2 separate regions of the Ovis aries genome follow, and region 2 is linked to region 1. The links are chromatin contacts, called in public Hi-C maps. All regions are on one chromosome and are shown on one strand. Each heading gives the region's core, a stretch centred on a gene start, on an enhancer-like site or on the middle of the called end of the contact. The rest is flanking DNA. Distances are from core to core; before and after follow the strand shown. Region 1 overlaps LOC105611140 (a long non-coding RNA gene). Region 2 has its middle 6.4 kb from the start of PHLDA1.

The links. Hi-C and Micro-C count contacts between places; a contact is called where the count stands out from the background.
Region 2: a Hi-C map of mixed tissues shows a contact between it and region 1, with 6 times the contacts expected there. The contact joins two enhancer-like sites. A contact is called at or near these places in 10 of 16 Hi-C or Micro-C datasets (blood, hypothalamus, liver and 6 more).

Annotation. Positions count from the first base shown.
Region 1 is chr3:111,563,213-111,567,930 of ARS-UI_Ramb_v3.0, forward strand. It overlaps LOC105611140 (a long non-coding RNA gene), which reads left to right. Exons shown (of 4, transcript XR_006059257.2): 4 at 168-4,718. Among named protein-coding and RNA genes, the nearest start is that of KRR1, 31 kb to the left of the region's middle. Within about 2 kb of position 3,084, at least 6 of the 54 cell types and tissues checked have an H3K27ac peak or open chromatin away from gene starts, as enhancers often do.
Region 2 is chr3:112,071,610-112,075,941 of ARS-UI_Ramb_v3.0, forward strand. No RefSeq gene overlaps it. Among named protein-coding and RNA genes, the nearest start is that of PHLDA1, 6.4 kb to the left of the region's middle. Within about 2 kb of position 1,277, at least 4 of the 54 cell types and tissues checked have an H3K27ac peak or open chromatin away from gene starts, as enhancers often do.

The DNA of each region.
Region 1 (4,718 bases), core at 1,834-4,333:
CGGTGGAATAATGAAAGTTATTTCATTTATATGCTAAGAGTAACTGACTTGTTTGAAGCAATCTGACTATTTTTGGTGTCAAGCCAAAAATACAAATTTGGGAGAGCTTTGAGAGGGCAACTTAACAAGCAGATTTCTTGTTAAGAATTCATTTTTTTCTATTACAGTTCGCTGGCCCTCCCCATTGAGACTATCTACCAGCTGCTGTGTAATCCTCATGTTGATAAAAGAAGATGCTCATGATTTGCTGATCCAATCAGGAGAGAACAATAAAAGTCTGTAAGCACAAGTGGTTATCCCTGCTCTAATTCCATAAACCTCTGGGGGATTATCGATTAAAGATGCCCTCTCAATCTGCTATGAAAAAAATATATGTGCTGGAAGTCAGTTGAATTTTGATTATATTGAATGCCCTGTTTCTTACACTCTCTTTCACAAACTGATTTTCAATCTTGGATAAACTTTTATAAATGTGACACGCATCTCGAGTCGTGAAGCAAGCTGTGTAAGCAAACAGTGGCATATGTAGCAACGAGGGATATGACTGAATCATAACACTGTACGTCTCCTGTTAGCACATTAGGGTTACACGACATGAAAGATCTGGCTTGTTTTTTTTCCCTGTCTCTTTATATATTTATTTTCCTTTAAACTAACTTGGACCTGTGTGACTTCTGTCTGCTTAGCTGTATCACATTCATTCTTTCACTCCATTGTTTCAGAAAATGTAAGCCATACTTTAAAAAGAGTACCCTAGCACTTCAAGGATTGTTTTAAAGGTTTAGTAGAGAGAAAGAGGAGGGTCAAAGTATTCAGTTAGGAAAAAAATTGTAAATAATTCCTGCTTTCCTTTGTTACTTCTGACTTTTCATTCTGGCTTTCTTCGGATTGTGGGTGAGAAGACTGATGACAAGGGGGAAAAGAACCCCAGTAGTCTAAATTAAACAGTACCTGTGGAGCCTGAAAAGTAAGTCAGCTAGACAGAAAGTCAACTGAATAGCTATAACATTACGAATTGATTTATTAGTCTTGGTCTTAGATCAGTTTTTCATGTAATTTATTCTTTCTGAACCTTATATAAGCAGAGAGTATCTTTCACTAGTGGGAAAAATTGATGATTGATGTTCTTTCGTGACATATTTAGTGATTTTTATGTTATTTTAATCTATTTAATAACCAGAAGTTCATTGTTTTATATTAAATAAAATCTAAAATTTCTGGAATATTGAATTCCCAAACTGCAATTTTCCTCTCAAATCTATGAAAAGGTAAAGGAAAGAAAAAGATAGTTAGGGAGGAAAAAACAAGCTGAGTGTCACATGCAGATCTCAGCGTTTACTAAGTGCACGCTGTCTGCCTGGCATAGTGCTAAGCTCTGGGTGATGAGGAGAGAGTTACAGAAAATCGAACTATCAAGAAGTTGACTCTCTAGGTGATGAGATAAATATATTCATACTGATAGGCCAAAACATCAAGGCACTAATGAGAGGTGTTGTTATTAAGGACTTTAGGAATTGAAAGGTTGGGGAAATCAAGAGTTAATCTTGGTGGTATGAGAAGATCACCAAGAAGTATTGAGAAAAGAATGAACAATTGTGACTGAAAGATGATCATTATCTTCCTCTCTGCAAAAGTGGAAAGGATGACATTTTGGGTGAAGAAAAGTTAAAATCAAGAGCAGGGCTGGCAGATAACTAATGAGAGCTGTGTATAGCTCAGGGGACTCTCCTCAGTGCTCTGTGGTGACCTAAACTGGGAGGAAATCCAAGCAAAGAGGGGATACATGTATACATACAGTTGATCCACTTTGCTGTACAGGAGAAACTAACAACGCTGTTAAGCAGTTATACACCAATAAAATTAATTTTTTAAAAAAGAATATGGCTGAATCAAAAAGTTATAAGGATCAGGCTTGGCTGGAGTGGAGCACTTGGGCTAGACCCCCAGAGTAGGTAAGAAACAAGAGAGTAGAGAGGGATTTTGGAAGACTCTGAAGGTCAGGTAAAGAAAGGGAACCGGGAGAACAGAGTCTGAAACTTGTTTTTGTAGGTGGTGGGCAGTTGCCAAGGTGAAAAAAGGCTTCTGGAGACATTAGATTACTAAATTGGGAGACATGTTGTTTAATTCAGACAAAATTAAGTGAGTTACTCCAAAGAAATTTGGTCTTCTGGTTTTCCTCCCTTGCATATGCTGAGGCTCTTTTAATACTCAGTTGATCTAAATTCATTTAGTCAATAAACACTAATTAGATTCCACAGTAAATTAACATGTGTTGAAGAGTCTACTGTATGTCCGGATCCTTCATATAGTCCTCCCAACACCCTGTGGCACGCTAGCAGTGCACACCCACGTTGTGCTGGCCTTCCAGATGCTTAATGATTGCTGCCCAAGGTCTCAGAAACGGAAGGGATGAGCAGTGCTTGGCCCCAAGTCTTCCAAATGAAAATCTCATTCTCCTTCCTCTTTTTACACTCCATTTCTAGCCTGTGCCAGGCACTGAGCTGGGTAATTTTTCATTTTAAAAAACAAAGCAGCATCGACACAGTATTTTTATTTAGAAACTTCTCTCTGTACATGAAGACAAATAGCAGTAACTGTAGGATTTTTAGTAATTCCTCCAAATCAAGAATAGGTAAAATTTCAGATACTTAAACAAATAACCAGAAGAAATCAGAAGGTTTGATAAATTCACATCCACTTAAAAGCTTATTAAATGTTTTAGAGACATTGTGTTTTCACTAAAAATGGAAATTCTGTTGTTTGGCACATTTTTTTCACTTCATAAAAGAACTCTACTAGGGTATGCAATATGTCTGACTAATTTTTGTTTCCTGACTCATTCCGAAGAGTTGGATTCTACAAAGCATAAAAATGTTATCAGAATTACTTTTATATACACTCAGATAAAATTAATCCAATTTTTTCAAACATAGAAGGAATATGTAAAATTATGGTAAGTATTTAGTGATTGGCTCTGGGAAAAACAATTATAGGATTTGCCTGTTTTTGTAGGGCAATGGCTTACAGCAGCCACTAGAGGGATCTCTGTTTTCAAGCCACTAGAGAGACATCATTGAACACAAGCTGGGAAGCCTGCACTGACAGGCACCATTGTTCAGAGTGTCTACTACACAGATGAGACAGACGTCAATAGCCTCAGGAGTACAGGTAACAGTAAAATTCAGTGAAACAATCATGAAGTATTGAATTTTGAGTATCAAGTTGAAACTTTGAGTATCCAACTTTTACATGTAATTTACTTAATCATATGTTCCTTTTCATCCGGTGGCTCAGATGGTGAAGTATCTGCCTGCAATGTAGGAGACCCAGGTTCGACCCTGGGTCAGGAAGATCCCCTGAAGACCCACTCCAGTATTCTTGCCTGGAGAATTCACAGAGGAGCCTGACAGGCCACAGTCCATGGGGTCGCAAAGAGTGAGACCCGACTGAGCAACTGCCACTTTCCTTTTCATCTATTTTTTAATTATTGGCAGTGTTTAAAAATCAGATCTTAAAATCCCTAAAAATTTAACAGTTGATTCTTGCAAGCCAGTACAAGCTGGCTTCAGCACACCACTGGGAGACCAGGAAAAAGGAAACCGGCATCAAAACACCCAAGAATATTTAGATAAAGACAAAAACTCCATGACTGTATGTGAGTCATGTGTATGGTGGGTCAATGAGACATCCATTAGTACTTACTGGGAACTTACTAAATAGCAGGCAGCTCTTCATGTATAGTTTCTTCTTTAGTCACAACCATCTTATAAAGTTGTGTTTCTATCCTTACTTTTTGACAGATGGGAAACAGGCATGGAGAATGTTTTGACTCAAATGCCCCTGCTCTTAAAAATGTATGCCTGATGCCCCAGTGAAAGATCTCACACCCTTCAAAGGTTTTCAACCAGGCTTTCAACCCTGAAAGCCACTCAGAGCTCTGACTTAAAAGGGCAGTGGATTTGCTCCTCCATCAGGAACGTCTCCGGAGAAGGCAGTGGCACCCCACTCCAGTACTCTTGCCTGGAAAATCCCATGGACGGAGGAGCCTGGTGGGCTGCAGTCCATGGGGTCGCACAGAGTCGGACACGACTGAGCGACTTCTCTTTCACTTTTCACTTTCATGCATTGGAGAAGGAAATGGCAACCCATTCCAGTGTTCTTGCCTGGAGAATCCCAGGGACGGGGGAGCCTGGTGGGCTGCCGTCTATGGGGTCGCACAGAGTCGGACACGACTGAAGCGACTTAGCAGCAGCAGGAAAGTCTCAATAAGCAAACATCATGTGCAGGCTTCCCTGGTGGCTCAGTCAGTAAAGAATCCACCTGCAATGCAGGAGACCTGGGTTCGATCCCCAGGTCAGGAAGATTCCCCTGGAGGAGGGCATGGCAACCCACTCCAGTATTCTTGCCTGGAAAATCCCACGGACAGAGGAGCCTGGTGAACTACAGTCCATAGGGTCCCAGAGAGTTGGACAGACTTAGCAACTAGACCAATTACACCATGTGCAGCAAGCTGATTACAAAGCTGGAACAAAGTTTGCTCTGACCCTCTTCCACCTAAATTCTGGGGGTGCACACACTGCTCATATCACTACATTGTTTACTTTCTGCATGCTTCTATTCCCCTGAGATTTTCTTTCCTTTTAAATTTTTGCCCAGGCCCAGCAGCATGTGGGATCCTAGTTCCCCAACCAAGAATAGAACCCAAGCCCCTTACATTG
Region 2 (4,332 bases), core at 27-2,526, 510 kb after region 1:
TGTAGAAATTTTAAATTGACACAAAAGCCCGTATCTGTCATAAAAAGAAAATCAATGTCTTTAAATACTTGACAGATTTTCATAATGCATCCTATTTAAAGTTGTCAAACTGTAAAAAAACTTTATGAAAAGAACTTCTAAAACCTGCCATACTAATACATGTATTTGGTATTAGTTTTAAAAATAGATTCAATACTATACATGGTAGGCCTCTCTGAACTTTTTCTGTAGTTTGCTATTTTTTGGCTGCAGTGTGGCATGCAGGACCTTCATTCCCCAAACAGGGATGGAACCTACACCCCCTGCAGGGGAAACCGAGGCTTAACCCCTGGCCTACCAGAATTCCCTGGAGAATTTCACAGACAGAGGAGCCGGTGGGCTACAGCCCATGAGGTCAGAGAGTCGAACACAACCGAGTGACTAACGCTGTGGATTTTTTTAATAACCTACAAATGCTATTGAAAATAAGCCCCACAAGCCTTTTACCGAGCAACATGCAACTTAATATTGAGAGGTATTTATATATCACACTATTGCTTGTTTTTCTTTTAAAGTCACTTAGTCACGTCTGACTCTGTAGCCCACCAGGCTCCTCTGTCCATGGGACTCCCCAGGCAAGAATACTGGAGTGGGTAGCCGGTCCCTTCTCCAGATCTTCCCAACCCAGGCCTCCGGCATTGCAGACGGATTCCTTACTATCTGAGCCATCAGGGAAGCCCATTGCTTGCTAGTAAGAATAAGAAAAACAAAACAAAACAGTAATGGAACAGAATTGGTAGCAGTTTCTTAGCTGGCTGTCAGATATTTGCTTAAAACTTCATTCACAATACTGGCTTAAAGACATGTAACAGAACTTAGTTTTAGTGTATACTTGATTACCAGACTGTAAAGTTTTTAATCTATAGACTTCCTAATTTGAAATATAAACAAACTCATGAAAAATGTCATTAGCGAAGATGTGGGTAGAATTCAAATATCTTTTAAGAAACAGTTAAAAGCAAAAGCCAAGTAAATCATGAAAATACAAGTCAGGTCACCTTCATCAGCGTATAAAGGCCCACATTCAGACTGCATTTTAGATTTCTTAACCATTCATTTTAAAACACTCTATTCAGTAAAAAATACTGTATAAAAATGCCAAGTTGAAAAGCTTAATAAACAGCTCTTAAGACTGTATACAGAGCTGATTTTCACAGATGTGGCCCTCTACTTCCCTTCCTTTTGGCCGTAAGTTGATGAAGTGTGCCTCCTAGTGACCAATCTGTATAACACAGCTTAGAGCGATTTACAGTCAACAGTAATTCACAAGTCATTGTAACCGGTTCACAGACAGCACTGTCAATCAGCTATCTGTCCTTTCTGCCAATAACCCAAATTTTTAGGTTCTCATTTCTCACTCATGCTCTTGTAATACTACTTGAATCCAACCATTTGAGTCCACAAACAGGAAACATCCAACCTCCTGTCCACGAGAGAGCATCCTAACTCCTCGCTCTAGCATGGAAAGCTATCCGAAGGACTGTAAAGCCCTGCTTGCATTTCCAGTTCCTTCCTCACAACCCACCGTCACTTGTCTACTTGTTCTGTCTTTTCTAAATCCTCAGTAACATTTCATTTTTCCAATGTGTATTCCCCTCTTAGCTTTCTTCAGGCTGAGTTAATTCCTTCCTAATCATACTGCACTACCTCCAGTCTGCTACGTAGTTAATATTTGGGGTTAGTACTTTCCATCACTGTACCTGGGAGCACAGTGTTCTTGGTGGAGACTGCTGATTAAGTGCAAACTGAGAGTGCTCAAACTGAGACTAAATGTTAGCTCTGGCCGGAAATACACTAACATTCAAAACAGGGTACACAGGCTAAAGACATTTTACTGAAGACAGTCAGCAACTGAGTCCAGGAGAATCTGATATTCATTAAAGACACTTACCAGGGTAAGAACACCTTTTAAGTGATAAATGGAAATATGAGGGTGAATGGAACAGAGCAGAGGTTCAGCTCTGTATTGGCTGCATTTGAATAGGCAAAATTACGACACTCTGGATTCCAGCAGTGGAAGCAGAGAAGCACCAGGTACGCCCGCAGGAGCACTGTCACTTTTTAAACTTTGAGCATCGCGCTGGCAGATTAGCCTCTGCCTTCCAGTAAGAGCCTTAAACACCTAATGTTCTAAGTCCAATTCTACCCAAACTGGGTAAATGCTTCTGTTGTTTACAACTCAAATAGTTCATGGATAGCCAGTCTGCAAACCTCTCTGAAGGGGCTAAATTACACGGGGAACTCTTTTTCCAACATAGCACACAGTCTGAGAACAGATGTTTGTTTGATCATTACTGGTACCTGCCAAAAAATGAGTAAATCAGTTAATGAGCAAAGGGTTTTTTAGGTGGTAAAGGAAGAAATGTACCAACAGTGAGTATAGGTAACTCCAAAAATTTAAGGATAAAGGGGAAAGATGGTATGATAAAATTGCTTGGGTGATGTGATAAAATGCAAGGTTACTTTAGAAGAGGAACTTGGGTTTTAAAGACCAAGGATAGGAAGGTGGAGGATGGCTCAAAGATGACAGGGCAACTGACAGAAAACCAAGAGCAAAAGAGAGAACTCTATGCATGGCCAGGCTCAGAAAGATTAAAAAACATTTTAACCAAAAGATAGAACTTTTTAGGGCAATCTTACATACTGCCACTAAACCTAACAGGAAAAGCAAACCCTCATCTTTGAGGCAACAGCAAAATCGCCATGCAACTCATGACTACAACAATTTAACAATCAGGACTTAACAATCCTTTGACGGGTCAGACAGCTGGCGCACTTGGTAGTTCTTGTTTCTAACGAGACTCTACCTTTTTGCTTAATTGTCATCGTCTCAGTCTCTCTTATGCGAGCAGGGGTTCTGGGAAAAACACTGCTAGGATAGTTAAAAGAAGAGCCCTGGGTCATGGATGAGACTCCAGTCAGAAGTCATCCTCAGGCTGTACGTCTAAGCTACCTTTCTGGAACTGCTTTACTTACTTCCAAAATGCAGCTGTTTCCTGTTTCCCAGGGTGTCCTCAATCCTTTTCTAGACCTGAAGCTCTTCAGCATGCACAGCTGACGTGGCTGTGATCCCAGCCTTCGTTCTCAACAAATTTCACTTTGGCTTTAGATACCCACGGTCCAACATTAACAAGATCCCTGCCCCACTCTGTGCCCCCATGCTGGAAGCACTGATCGAGCTATCCCTTAGGACGGCATGTGAATTTTGCCTGCTTTAGCGCTCCCTGCTGTCCAAAACCTGCACACCACGGGTCAGAGTGGCAGCAGTGATTTCAGACGAGAAAGCTACTGTAAATATGGAAGCCATGTGTCAAACGCAGCAGAGGATGAAACTCACAGGTGAGAACACAGGCAAAGGCCAAAACAGCTGACATCAAACAGACTCCAACACAGATCAACTGTGTAACATACGGAGAGGGAATTACCATCCTCAATTAGTACTAAATAAAACATTATTCCTATTATCTTAAATATCTGAAAACACATTTGGGTTTTCTTAAAGATGCTGATGAAAATTTACAATGCAAATTCTTACCTAATTTGAAATACAAGCAGTACAGCAATGAAACTTCCTTCTGAACTTCTAACTATGGATCATACCCATCCTTTGAAGAGAAATGTATACTTTATGGTATGATTGTAACCAGTCCCTCCTAAAGGAAATCGGTCCTGAATATTCATTGGAAGGACTGATGCTGAAGTTGAAACTCTAATACTAACGCAAAGAACCCACTCCATTGGCAAAGACCTGATGCTGGAAAAGACTGCAGGCAGAAGGGGACGAGAGGATGAGATTGTTGGATGGCATCACCAACTCAACAGTGGACTCCAGGACTCTGGGACTTGGTGATGGGACAGGGAGGCCTGGCGTGCTGCAGTCCATGAGGTTGCAAAGAGTTGGACACAACAGAGCGACTGAACATCAATAGAGAAATGTTGCCTACCTTTTTGTTCCTGTTAGATTACAATTCTTTCCATACAATTTTTGCTTACTCTTGTTAGCAGTAGCAAACAGTTTTCAACAAGATGGATACTTTCAAAAGTGGGACTTTTGAAATGACAACAGAAATTATGCTTAAAAATGTCAGGACAGGAGAGCCTGGAGTACGGCAGTTCATCTGAACTTGATGGTCATTTAACTTAGCATTTAAAGTTCTTTTACCAATCAAGTTTGACATTATCATGGTCCAGAATGATCTAATTATGTGTATATTTGGTCATCTTTGCAACCCCACGGACTGTAGCCTGCCAGGCACCTGTCCATGGGGATTCTCCAGGAATACTTGAGTGGGT